2 separate regions of the Triticum aestivum genome follow, and region 2 is linked to region 1. Evidence: chromatin contacts called from public Hi-C data. All regions are on one chromosome and are shown on one strand. Each heading gives the region's core, a stretch centred on a gene start, on an enhancer-like site or on the middle of the called end of the contact. The rest is flanking DNA. Distances are from core to core; before and after follow the strand shown.

Region 1 (7,055 bases), core at 2,184-4,683:
AACTTTAATTTGAATTTGAATTTTGAATCTGTTTCGAACTAACGCGAGAATATCAACAGTAACTAAGGTGACGTGACATCGTTAATGTGGGATTACTGTAGCCTAATTAACCGGGCGTCACACAAATAGACAAATGTATATAAGTATCACATAACCGCTGGACACTCTGCACTTTGTCAAATAATACTGGAGCAGAGCAGCAAGTGAGGAACAGGGATAGTGTATAATTAGACAACGACAATTGCATGTTTACTGCATTTTTACCAAAATAATCTGACACAATAACCAGTTGCACTTTGATTAATTGGAAGAAGTGCGGATTCAAACATAATACTAATACTTTCAGGAAACAAAACATTATGGTTGAAAGTAGTACATCACCTTCGAACCCAACTGAGCATGCATTCATCCGGGATTAGAGAGAACATTATAAATGGAAATAAATTCTAAAATTCGATGAAGAATTGGGGGAAGAGGAGGAAAAACTTCACAACGGGGAAGACAAAATAGAGACTTATGCGACAACCATGACTGCCAGAGAAGATGTTCCCGAAGGAAGGGTAGGAGGAGTGGGGAAGAAGGAACCGGACTATGGAGATTACACAGATGGCGAGGAATAAAGGAGGGTCATGAATCGGCATGGTAACTGAAATGTTGTTATTGGCCGACGGCAAATTGCGCACATCGATTGCCATTAATGGCCTTAATCGGCGGCAAGGATTCCAATCGACAGCCAACAGTTTGCTAGCCCCCGCCACCAATAGCATTGCACGGCAAGGTGATCATGTCGCTTCCATCCATTGGACCGCATGGGCGATCTCCATGAGAGCCACCCCGGCCCTGTCCGTCCGCCCAACACAACACATCGGCCCGCACATGGGCTCACACGAGAGGGCTTGGGGGTTAGCCCGTTAGGCCCAATTAAATAACAGTTGCTCGATATTGTTACCGGAGCAGCAACCCATGACGTGGGGAGCGGTCCATGCGGAATTGGAAGGCCATCCAACAGCCAGAAATGCTCATTTCCGTATATCTAACGGCTCAAAAAGCAAGCGACATGAGAGGGCTGGAATAGTGCGGGTTGTAATGTATCTAAGAGCATCTCCAACAACCGCCCAACGCGCGGGGCGCTAAAATCTGGTTTGTGACGCGCCCATCGTCAGGTTTGGCACAGCGCACAACGCTGGCTCCAGCAGCCGCGCTAAAATGAGCGCGCGCGAGCAGCCGATGCATACATTTGATGCATTTTGGACACAACACATCCACAAAACAAACACATGGAATATAATTTAAATCGCAAACATCATTCAACCAAGTTTAAAATAAATAGTTTAATCTATTATTACAATTCAAACAAATAGTATCTTTCATGAAATACAACAAATAGTTCAACAATACAACATCAAACACACAAATCATGATACTCTTTGGCGGTCATTTCAAGCCCACCACTCCTCAATGAGATCCTTTTTTAGTTCACTATGCACTGTCGGACGTCGAATGGAATGATAGGAGGCAACAAAACGGGCCACCCTTTAGGCCCTCCGCCGCACTCATACGGGATGTCCCAAGAGCTCATAGTGAGAGTAGTCTATATCTTGGCCACACTCATTGTCGATGATCATGTTGTGCATGATCACACAAGCGTGCATTATGTACCAAAGCATCTTTTGATCCCCAAATCTAGCTGGTCCTCTCACAATCGAAACTGATTCATGCACGATCCTTGTGGCCGATGTATGCACGACAAGGAAATCGAGCGGCAGATGTCCCGATGCATGCACGCATGTCCGGCTGGATTTAGTTTATCGTGCATGAGTCGTCTGAATTTGTCGTGTGTATAGCACGGCTCTCTCACAATAGCAAATTGGGCTTGCAAAATCCAAAAAGCTCTCTCCACATCTTTTCTAGCCGCCGAACATTGTGGAAATCAAGACATTTCTTACCTTTCGGTTTTTTCAACGGCTTCACAAATGTTTGCCACTTTGGGTAGATGCCATCCGCAAGATAGTAGCCATAGTTGTATGTACGACCATTAGTTACAAACTGCACCGGTGGCAGTTCACCATTTGCAATCTTACTCATTAGTGGTGACCGGTTGACAACGTTGATGTCATTCAAAGATCCAGGCATTCCAAAAAAGCATGCCAAATCCAAGTCTCTTGATCGGCCACCGCTTCAAGGATTATAGTGGAACCCTTTTTTTTGTCCATGGAATTGGCCATGCCATGCCTTTGGACAATTCTTCCAACTCCAATGCATGCAATCTATTGAGCCAAACATACATGGGAACCCTCGAGCCTTGTTCATCACTAATAGCCTTGCTACGTCTTCAGCATTGGGAGTTCTCAAGTACTCCGGGCCAAACACTTGCACAATTCCGACTGCGAAGCGCTTGACACACATGATGGCTTGGCTCTCACCCATGGCCAAGTGATCATCAACTAGATCAGCGGGGATACCATATGCCAACATACGCAAAGCGTCTGTCACCTTCTGAAAGGTGCTATGCCCGAGCTCTCCGGCGGCATTCCTCCTCTGCTGAAAAAACCCGGTCATGGCTCGCTAGTTTCTCTGCAATGCGCCTGAACAACTCGGTGCTCATCCTAAACCGACGACGAAAGTACGACTCGGTGTATGCGGGATTCTTCATAAAATAGTGCCTCATCAATCTGTTGTGGGCATCAATCATATCCCTCCAAATTTTCTGCCGGCCCATAACCGGACCACCGTGCTTCGGTTTTTTATTGATGTGCATAACTAGGATCATTGCAAGATCCTCCTCCTCTTCCATATCAAATTCTTCTTAAGAATCATATGACGAACTCATCTAAAATATTCAAAACTAGGCTATAAACAACATGCACCAAATTTCATGTAAAAATGTGCAAGTTGGAAGCAATACATACCTTGCGGGCCTTTTGTCAAACACCTTGCGGGCGCCAAGCGGCGGTGGGTGGCCAGGCGCTGTTCGTCGTAGGACTGCTGCGCACGACGGGCGGCGCTGACTAGAGAAAGAGGGAGGAAGTCGCGGCCCGCGGGAAGAGACCGGGGAAGCGCCGGAACGGTCGCCAGAAAAATGGGATGACGCGGCGGCGGCGGCGGCGCGGCTGGATGGGTAGGTGGAGTTGCGCTGGAGCGCTCGAGAGTATAGCGCGCGGGAGCGGGCGCAGCAAATAAGCGGCGCGCGATGGCGTTTTCGCCCGCGCGCTGAACATATGCCGCACGCGATTTTTATGCGTCCGCTGGAGCGTCCGGAATAATAACGGGTGTTAAAAGCACTACTTTTTCAACCCAGCGCGTACATAGCGCGGCTGTTGAAGATGTTCTGAATAAGCATCACTTTTGGATCGGCAAACAATAATCCACTCAAACCGCACCGGTGGATGATGGTGGCACGTGCACGAGGCTGTGGCCACACGACAAATCCCCAACTCGACGGCATCTTCGCCTTCCAAACAAATTTGTGCTTTCCCTTCCCATCTTCATCGGTTCCTCCTCTCCGCGCTCACACAATTTATACTATTCCTCGCCCAGTGGCTCCATCTTCCCGGCTTCGTCCCTCACTGCTCCTCGTGTTTTGTACTGCTTTTGCGTCGACGAGGCCACGGCCATGGCCGCCACGTCGTGCACGCTAGTCTCGGCCCTCGTAGTCGGCCGGCGCCGCGGGCCGTCCTGCCAGCGCGCGGCGGCCGGCGGTGTGGTTCGATGCTCGCTCGACAGAAAGGTCTCCGACATGGCCATCAACGGTGAGGACGTCTCTTTGAGTATCTAATCCCTGTTTTGGTATCGGAATGGCACAGATAAGGCGAATTAGTTCATCCTTGTGAACTTTGAGCGCAGTAAAGTTTTTTGGACCATCAGGAGGGCAGGGGCTCTGAATTTCCTTAGTGACTGGATCGGGGAAAGGGGCAGCTCCAGAGGGGTGATCGAGCTGAGTCCAGGTCTCCTTGGAGGTGGTGCTGGTGCCGAGATAACTTCATCTATCCGAGAGGCACCTCCCAGTGATAGTTTGGTAAGTAGTGCTTGACTGAAAACACCCTCAGTGTTTCTGTCAGCATATCTTACTTCCACTGTCAGCTGGAAGGGGGCCTTGAGGATAAAAGAGATCATCTGAGCAAAGTCCTCCATATTCAACAGAGGCCCCTCCTTGACAAGAATCATCCAATTTTTTGTCTTCACCAGAATAAGCCACCATATCTGTTTCATGTCGATCCATAGAGCATTATCAAAGACATGGGAATTTCTATATTTCCATATGCTCCATAATACACAGACACAAACAGAGTTCAGGGTGATATGGTCCTTATGTTAGTAATTCACAAGAAAAGAAACTGGAAATGTACCTCCAAATCTGTTTTACCACAGTACAATCAAAAAAATAAATGCTTAATAGATTCTTGCTATGCACAAAGAACACATTCTGGAGGTTTTTCAATCCCTCTCTTGCTAAGATTATTGTTAGTCATATGTTTGTTGTGGGAGAGGAGCCACATGAAGATTTGAACCCTCGGAGGAACAACAATGGACCAAATAGAGGGAATAAAGATAGGCTAGATCCCTCTAAAGTAGATGATGCTATATAATGATCCAGTGGTGTACTCCCCTTTAAATTCATACTGCCAAATCAGTGAGTCCCCACAGCACCGTAATTTTTGGGCGGAGTTGTGGATGGAATCGAGAATTGGGACTTGTCTGGCACCTAAATATTTGAATTCCTTCTGTATGTCGTTAGTTCCTCTTGGGTTCAATAGCTTTGACCCGGAGTGCCATATCCACTAAGGAACTTATTGGAGAACTGGTGTAGCCGAGGAATGAGTTAATTAAATCGTTATGAGCTTTTACACAGCCTAATTTGGTCAGAGTTGTGGCTGCAATCGGGTATTAGCTAATCCTATATTGCTGAATTCATGGATCAGTTGTATGCAGACCATGTGTTTTTAGTTGGTCCCATTTTGGTTCTCAACAACCTTACCCTAGTGCCAGACTGGAAGAAATCTTGATTTGCGTATTTTGCCTTTTCTGTCTGCCGCAGCACCGAAAGGACTGTTCCCACCGGAGCCTGAGCACTACAGGGGCCCGAAGCTCAAGGTCGCCATCATAGGTGCCGGCCTCGCCGGCATGTCCACCGCAGTAGAGCTCTTGGACCAGGGACATGAGGTTTGCTGATTTGCTGCCTTCAGCAATGCGAAATCGTGTTCCTCCAGGAAAAGCTGTGTCATTGTAACACTGCCAAAAATTGGTGTCTTGACTTTTGCAGGTTGATCTGTATGACTCCCGAACTTTTATTGGCGGCAAGGTTGGTTCTTTTGTCGACAAGCAAGGGAACCATATCGAGATGGGGCTGCATGTCTTCTTTGGTTGTTACAGCAATCTTTTCCGCCTCATGAAGAAGGTACTGTTTTTTTACTCTTGGATTGTTGGAGAAACAACCAGTGTGGAGTGTGTTTTTACTATTGACTACCTTGAGTAGCTATGGAGATTCCTTGCCAAAAAAAGCAGCTATGGACATGATTGAGATATTATAACCTGAAAAGTTTGGAATTGGGTTTGTATACTTCAGAGTTGAATAAATTTAGCCTATCGCATGGAGAATCCTTTTGTCTGTATGAAGCATGTAAATTTTGTTGTGCGGCTGTGTGATTGGTACATGTGCAATATTGTCCTCACTTAACAGTATTAATTGTTGGTGAAATTTGATATTTTGTATTTCAGGTTGGGGCTGATAATAATCTACTAGTCAAGGAACATACCCATACTTTTGTAAATAAAGGGGGCATTGTTGGTGGTAAGTTCATTTATCATATACTGAAGTACCTAACTATCGTAGGAGGAAACATGGTCTTAGGCTGTAATGTTAAACTCATTCTTGATTACTTTCGAGTTTTTGTAATATAATTGAAAACTATAATGTTCCAATTTGTTGTAGTATAGTTGAAGTTAAATGCAAATGCTGTATGTTTTTCTAGCTTTGTGCCATATTGTGTACTTTATTGGCCAAACCAGCTGAACTCATATTTGCTATGCATATTCACATTTACTTAATTTTTGGAGGTTTTCATAGCGCTCGCTTTTCTGTGTAGAACTTGATTTTCGGTTCCCTGTGGGCGCTCCATTACATGGTATCCAAGCATTTCTAAGAACCAATCAACTCAAGGTAATCAGTTCAGAATTTCATTTGCTACTACCACACAGAACAATAAAATCATATGAAGTAATTTGGCTTTGCAATTTGTTTCTCTTACAGTTTGTAATTACACATTGCAACTTATTGTAACATTTTTGCCTTGCACTTTATTAATATCATGCCCATGATTCTTGCAGTATCTCTCTATTTGAATCTGCAACTTAACTGTAGTTTTGTATGTTATTCCCTCTGAACATCTTCTGAAGTTCATCTGAAAGCATATCTTTTCAGCCCATGCCACAATTTTGTGAAAGTAGTAATCGGGCACCTCAGCACTCCCTTTTCATTAGGTCACAATGCAATCAGCCGAACTATGGGCAAATATTTCTTGAAAGCAGTTACAGTTGATCACTCTGTTAACTGCAGCAAGCTATTCCCTTTGAAAATAAATAGCTTGCAGCTCATGCTAATTTCAGATACAGTACAGTTTGTTACTCCCTCCGTAACATAATATAAGACGTTTTTTGACACTATGCCAGTGTCAAAAACGTCTTCTATTAAGTTACAGAAGGAGTACAATTTGTGTGTTCTGTTATTCTTCTGTCTTATGGATAATCAAAGCATTGCAAAGTCCTCACAACTGCCTATTTGTGCAAATACCTTAAATAGTATATACCTAATTCATGACCACCCTATCTTCAGGTTTATTGAGATCTGAATTTTCTGTCTGAACTTGTAACAAGTGAAAGATTCTATAAGCGTGAGCGCAAAATAAGCACTGGAAGTCTGGTCAACTTTGCCCGTCGCTTTAGTTTGCTGCATATTGCTTTGTCAGATGGTTTAATTGTATATATTTAAATTGTGTTGCAGGTTTATGATAAGGCAAGGAATGCAGTTGCTCTTGCCCTAAGCCCAGTTGTTCGAGCTC
Region 2 (7,055 bases), core at 1,828-4,327, 680 kb before region 1:
GAGTTCTAGAAAGATGAGATAATGTGGTCTGGATAAAGATAATGCGGTATAGTTACCAAAACATAGTTTTTTCAATTGTGCTATATTACTTAGTAAGATGCTCCTAATAATCATGGAACTTAAACCAACCCGTTGCACTTTTCTCTTACAAAATTCATAAGAGTAGTTTTCTCTACGTGCTTTGCACGTACCATGTCCTAGTAATGCTATAGCCTAGAAGTTGAGAGCATAATGCAAAATTGTTGGCTTAATACTTATATCTGTCTTTGGAATTGTACTTAGAGGTATGATGCAGATCATATCTACCTGTCTCCTAATTGCTATGGTGTATTCCAGGTCTGTTGAGTTATTCCAATTCTGCTTTCAGTAGCACTTTATATTGTTAGTTAGCTAAAGTTGTTGCTAGCTATGTTTTTGTAGTTGCTCCAATGTATATATTTTCTGCATGCGTGTTGTATTTGCGTCATCTATGTTAGCTTAGGAGATATGCTGCTGCTTTTCTATTTTGTTGTTTTTCTAGTAGCCTAGTTTGTACAGGTTTTTCCCCCCTTAGCCTGGTTTTTGTTTCTGTCGGTCGGAGGCCGCCTTTGGTGGGATCTACTGCTGCGCCTTCTTTGTCATTTTCTTTTAATAAATATTGACCTGCATTTAGGTGCGTGTTTGAGAGAGAATCAGTTTGTGAACAAGTGCATTGATGCTTCCATGCTCTTCACGTTGCAGGGGAGTCTAAATCTGACAGTGAAGCATCAGATGTTAGTGGCTCTGATGGAGAAGACACCTCTTGGATTTCATGGTATTGCAACCTAAGAGGGAATGCGTTCTTCTGTGAAATCGATGATGATTACATTCAAGATGACTTCAATGTTGTGGGCTTAGCAGTCAAGTTCCATATTATGATTATGTTCTTGATCTCATTTTAGATATCGAGTCTTCTCATGGTAATTGTTCTCAATATTTACTCATTTAAATGGAACCACCCGACGGGTGTATGTTAACAAGAAATGTTAGATGCATTTCTGCATTTGATATGATGCAAATGTGTTGTCCCTATACAGTTATTTGACTCATTTAACGTCACTAGTTTGGATGCTCAAAGCCTTTACTAGTAGTGATGCTAACACTTACTGGTTGCTTGGGCTCTGTTTCTAAGTACTCCCTTCGTCCCGAATTAGTTGTCTTAGATTTGTCTAGATATGTGTTAGATACATCCGTATCTAGACAAATCTAAGACAAGTAATTTGGGACGGAGGTAATACATTTTTGGTGTTACAGATTTTTTTTTAGTTTCCCAATGCCCTTGAATTTGTTTCTTTACTAGTTAAACGCTGAAGTAAAAGGTGCCATATCAATTACTGTAAGCATAAATGGAAGGTTTTATCTGCCACACTAAATAACATCAATCCTTTGCATGGGCTTTGGTTGGTTGATTTCGTGCAATATATGGCTCTCACTTGTCCATGGCATGGTATTGTGCATGTTTCCTTTTACATTGCCTACTGCTATTGCTGATGTTCTTGATTATTTGAATATGTAGGTGATATTTTCACAGAAGAACAAAATGAGCTAGTGGAATCAGCTGCTGAGATGTTGTATGGGCTATTTCATGCGCGATACATTCTTACCGGTAAAGGGTTGGCTGCTATGGTAACTGTTATGCTAACCTTGCTTTGCTAGTACTTGCCCATATTTGTTTCCGAAAGGCTGAAATTCGCTCATGTCGGTGAAGTTTAATTTGTAGTAAGTGGTAACTTTTATTCCTTACTTTTGGCAGCTGGAGAAATACAAGAACTATGACTTTGGACGATGTCCACGGGTTTATTGCTGTGGCCAACCATGTCTACCAGTTGGACAATCGGATATTCACTGATCTAGTACAGTGAAGATATACTGTCCCAAGTGCGAAGACATCTACTATCCACGGTCTAAATACCAAGGCAGTATCCTAATCACTCTCTTATTATACTGTCTCAAATTGGTGTGTTTTTCTCGTGGGGAAAAAAGAGTGTCATCTACAAAGAAATATTTACATATCTGCATCACGGGGATATCATAATTGAAGAAAATTGCTATTTTGTTGTTATATTTTGCTGTTTTGTTGACCATGTCCAGATATTTTGCTGTTTCCTCACCTGTTTCTGATGACATACGATCATCTCAAGCCCCAGAAGCCCTCGCAGCGCTATGTTCCTCACGTATTTGGCTTCAAGCTCCACAAGCCATTATGCGGAGGTGAAGGAAAAGATAAGAGGCCCCGGAAGACTACTGTAAGAGTGCAATCGCCGGATCATGCTGCCCACCCATATTGTGTGCCCTGTCTGGTCTATTCAACATTGAAATGTTGGTATAAAAGAAGACATGAGACGATGTTGTAACTTAATTCCAGCTCTACTGGCTAGTAAATCTGGACCTCTGTTTCCAAAACCACCCGCTATCGAGAAATCAAAGTTATGGTCGACAATATCATGCCAGTTATCGTTTAGATATTTCTTCCGCAAATCTGATCGCTATGATACGCCAACTTGGAAGAAATGGATTAGAAAATTAAATCAGCTAGGCAACTCTTTGTTTATTTAATTTAAAAACTATTCATTCATTTTATGACACGTCAAAATTTGATGTCATATGAATTGTGGGACCCTCTAGAAGCCCCTTCAAATATAAGCGTAGAGCTTGTCTAAAAAAAAGCGTAGAGCTGCTTATGTGAGCTATCACGATAGCTCCAATTCCCCTGCCGGAAAACCTAGTTTTTTTTTATCTCCTCCGGCAGTTGTTACCCGTCGAGAGTCTCGCTGGCTGATTTTCTCCTGTGATCTTCCTCCACCCATCGTGTGTCTCCCTCCTTTGCTTCTCTTGGGTGGCCCGGGGTCTCGAACCATGGCGGATGAAGAGGAAGAAGCATGATGCGATCTGGAAATAAGGATGTTGAGGACTTTGGAAAGATTGGATTTGCATTTCATTGAGATTTGCGTTTTTTTTTGAGACAATCATTGAGATTTTTTTTTTTGAGATCTGACAATCATTGAGATTTGCGTGAAACAGAAGGCCACCAAAATATATGTACGCAATTACCAGGCGCCCGGCCCGGCCGGGTCCAGCCCAAACAGCCCAACCCAAACGCAACAACGCCTTCAGTGTCGCCACTCCTCTTAGCGTCGCCTTCTCCAAATCGCCGAAACCCCAATTCATTCAGCACCCACTCATCTGCAGGTCGCACACATCCATCCCGTACCTGTCCGACGAGGGAGGAGAAAAAAAAAATGCTGCGCCACGCCGCCCGCCGCCTCGCGTCCCGCGCCGCCGCTGCCGGCAGCGGCTCCATGAGCCGCAGGGCCCTCGCGACGGCGCAGGCGCCCGCGGAGGCGGGCGAGGACCCCGCCTTCCTGGAGGCGTGGAAGAAGGTGACCACAATCATCGAGCCCCCCCAGACGCCCATGTCGGCCATGAAGCCCCGCCCGCCCACGCCGGCCTCCATTCCCTCCAAGCTCACCGTCAACTTCGTCCTCCCCTACAAGTCCGAGATCACCAACAAGGAGGTATATCGTCGTAACCTCCCCCGTCGTCCCACCTCCCGATCTCAGATCTGTGCGTGTGCGTCTAGGGTTCCGACCGTTCGCACGATCTTTCGGCCGTTTTTCTTTTTTCGGTCGGAGATTAGGGACGTGTGAGAGGGGCCTTTGTGATCTGGTTCATCCCGCGGGATGGGTGGAATCCTAGGGGCGATTTGGTTAGGAACCCCGAATGTCCCTTGTATGGTCTTGTCATGGGATGCTTTTGATCATGTCATTGTTCTGGTGGAATGGTTGTGCTGGGTCGCTTGTTGCGCTTTGATCCTGTGCATGGGTGCGCTTCAGTTTTGTAGTCTGCGTGAGATTGTTGGATTATATCAGTTAATCTGATGTCTCTGTGGGTAAGCCTGATCATTCCAAACCTCACCTTTTTGGAGTGCCATGCACCAGATGGCTTATATGTTGATTGACTGTACTGAGTAGAACATGTGTCCTCCTAATGGTTATTGCCGTCCACAAGGAACTGCAGTTTTCACTTGGGGCTGTGGATGCTTTAATTGTAAGCACTTTAGATTTCTGCTAGCATCTTCAGGCCATTAAATTCTTAGTGGCGTCCTAGTAGACTTCTATGATTTTTTTTTTCAATTTGTACCGTGAGGATTGTGACATGCCTCCTTGTGGGTATCCTTGTATGTTTTTCTTCTCCCAAGCTTCTAGCCCAGTGCCTAGATTAAGTATTAGTCCGATAAAACGATTTTTCTTTCATATTTTGCATTTAGAGGCTGTTCCGATTGACGCCCCAGGCTGCCAAGCCAAAATATTGGCGTTGACCGGGTACATGGGAACCGTTTGTATCGAAGCCAATTCTTTGGCGTGCCCTGACTACCTCCAGCTTTCTAGTTCATTTTTTTGCCAACTACTGGCCAGGGCGTGGGCGGCAGAAAGCAGCGCCAGTATTTTGGCTTGCCCATGCATTGGCAGGGTTAGCATAGGCAATATCCAAACAGCCCCTTAGTGCTCTGTTTGCTTTCTGGTTTGTTCCTTTGTTGTGATATGGTTCATTATTCTTATTTTTTAGCTGTAGTTCGGAGCCTTGTTAGTGGATTTAGGACAATAGGGCTACATTTATATGAGTTGTGAACTTCTGATCACATGATATGGTGCACCGTTGCTACAGTAGTTGGAACAATATTAATGTTTAACGACATTTGCCCTCGCTGACATTAACTAATTATACCTGTTGTCAATTTTCTTGATTGAGATAACCTTCATTCACTTACTGCACTGTTTTGCACAAACAGTCTTTGTGTCTGGAACAATCATAACATTCTCCCATGATATATTTTCTTGACCTTTTGTGGTAGCAATGCCCCAGTACAGTTTCCAATTTAGCTATGAATGTTTCTGTATTATTCTTAGTGTATCAAAGACATGTCATGAGTTGCTTAAATACTACTCCCTCCGATCTTGTATAAATGTTGTGGGAAAACAACTGAGCCAGTTACTACTCATAGTATAACTTCCGAATGTTTTGGGATCAGAGGGAGTAGCATCTTTTATTGCGATGAGTGGGTTTCTTGAACTGGGAGTAGAACATGCTCAAATCTGTGTCAAATCATGATATGAATAATTAAATTATTAGACGGCCAGAAGGTGAATTGATGGTCTGATGTGCCAAGCGTTTCTTAAACTTAATCTACAGTTAATAATGTTTACTTTAAGTTACCTAGTGTCTTTGGTTATCTGAATTTTTTTTCGAGTCCTTGAATTTACCTTTTTTTAGGTTTCCAATTTTGTTATTAGCTATCAATTTTATTGTTGCTATTTGTCTGATAAGTAATTTTGGTGTTTGAGGTAAGTTCATTTTGTGATGCTGTATTTTTGGTGGGAGAAGGTCGGAGAATGATTTTCAAATTTTGTACATTGATTCCTAAATGCTTATGCTCGCTTAAAGTGCTACTCTTGATCATTTGTATGGTCTTATGTTTTTGTCACTACTCATCTCATATTGTTTGGCTATTGTCAGGTTGACATGGTAATGGTACCGGCTACAACTGGCCTGATGGGTATTTTGCCAGGCCATGTTTCCACAATTGCAGAGCTCAAGCCTGGTGTTATGTCTGTACACGAGGGAAATGATGTTACAAAGTACTTTGTGAGCAGTGGCTTTGCATTCATCCATGCAAACTCCATTACTGATGTTGTGGCTGTTGAGGCTGTCCCCCTTGATCAGATTGACCAAAGCTTGGTCCAGAAAGGTCTTGCTGAATTCACTGCCAAGCTTGGATCAGCCTCGACTGACCTAGAGAAGGCGGAAGCTCAGATCGGAGTGGATGTTCACAGTGCGCTCAATGCTGCATTGACTGGTTGATGATGACATCTTACATTTTTATGTCCTTTTCATCCGCATCTTTAGAATGTGAGTTGAAGTCCGCAAACTCATGAATGAGGATGGATGGAATTATCTTAAATAAATTATACTCCATCTCAAAGAAAGACTTGTGTTTCTTCCTGCGAGGATTTTGTAATGGTAATATTTTCCTGTGTTCCAAAATCCGGTGCTCCCTTCAGTTTTCATTTCTCAGTTGTGACTTGAATCAAATGGAATTGATTGATTTCCATTTCATAATTCCAGTCAAATTGTCAAAATATAATCAAAGTTATTTCTTTTCATGTTTGTGATGTTGTGGTTCCTGGTGAGTTGAACTCTTCAAAATTGTGCAAGTTTTTATCAACCCACGACGACATGTTGTCATGTTCTGTGTATCTGTGATATCTATTTCCTCGCTAAAACGTATGAAAGGCACGCTACCCTTGCAGGCTGAGAGGAAAAAGAAGCTAGAGTAGTCATTTTTTTCTCAAACTTGAATCTGTTACGTGGTGCGCTGTAAACATTCATGTGAAAACATTCTAGATATTTGAGCCGCTGGGCTGTACTGAGATTCATGCAGTTGGTTGTTTTCTCATTGGTATGCGGACATGGGCCATTGCCAGTCTTGACGAGCAGATATTCCTACAGTTTGTCTAGATGTTTTTTAAGCAGATATTCCTACAGTTTGTCTAGATGTTTTTTAAGGATGTCACATCTAAGCTCTCACAAATATATAATGCAGCAACAAGAAACAAAAAAAAAAGAACTACTCCCTCTTTCCATCTATATAGGGCCTAATGTTTTTTCAAGACCGCCTTTGACTATTGATAAGACTAACAATAAATGAGATGTATATTATGAAAATTATACCATTGGAAGCTCCTTTCACGTACGAATTTGACGGTATGCTTTGTGTAACTTGCATGTCATATATTATTTCTCTAATACTTGGTCAAAGTTAGCCTCGAAAAACGATTAGGCCCTATATAGATGGAAGGAGGGAGTAGAAAAAAAAATAGACCACAAGCATAATGGACATCAGCTTAGACGTGACATAACTATGTCACATCTAAATGTGTTCTACACAGACCCATATTCCTAAGCATACGGTATGTTTTGTTTACATGGTTCGGTTCACGGTATCGGTATTAATATTTTGGTAAATCTATACCTACCTA

What was found. Hi-C and Micro-C count contacts between places; a contact is called where the count stands out from the background.
Region 2: a Hi-C map of leaf shows a contact between it and region 1, with 6 times the contacts expected there. The contact joins the promoter of LOC123044759 here to the promoter of LOC123044758 in region 1. A contact is called at or near these places in 2 of 5 Hi-C or Micro-C datasets (both in leaf).

What each region holds. Positions count from the first base shown.
Region 1 is chr2B:285,987,773-285,994,827 of IWGSC CS RefSeq v2.1, reverse strand. LOC123044758 (zeta-carotene desaturase, chloroplastic/chromoplastic) reads left to right here and starts at 3,433. Exons shown (of 14, transcript XM_044467646.1): 1 at 3,433-3,749; 2 at 5,036-5,160; 3 at 5,261-5,395; 4 at 5,716-5,788; 5 at 6,084-6,157; 6 at 6,998-7,055. The coding sequence starts at 3,614.
Region 2 is chr2B:286,663,620-286,670,674 of IWGSC CS RefSeq v2.1, reverse strand. LOC123044759 (ATP synthase subunit delta', mitochondrial) reads left to right here and starts at 3,077. Exons shown (of 2, transcript XM_044467647.1): 1 at 3,077-3,533; 2 at 5,533-6,179. The coding sequence starts at 3,258. The coding sequence ends at 5,877. It also overlaps the pseudogene LOC123039198.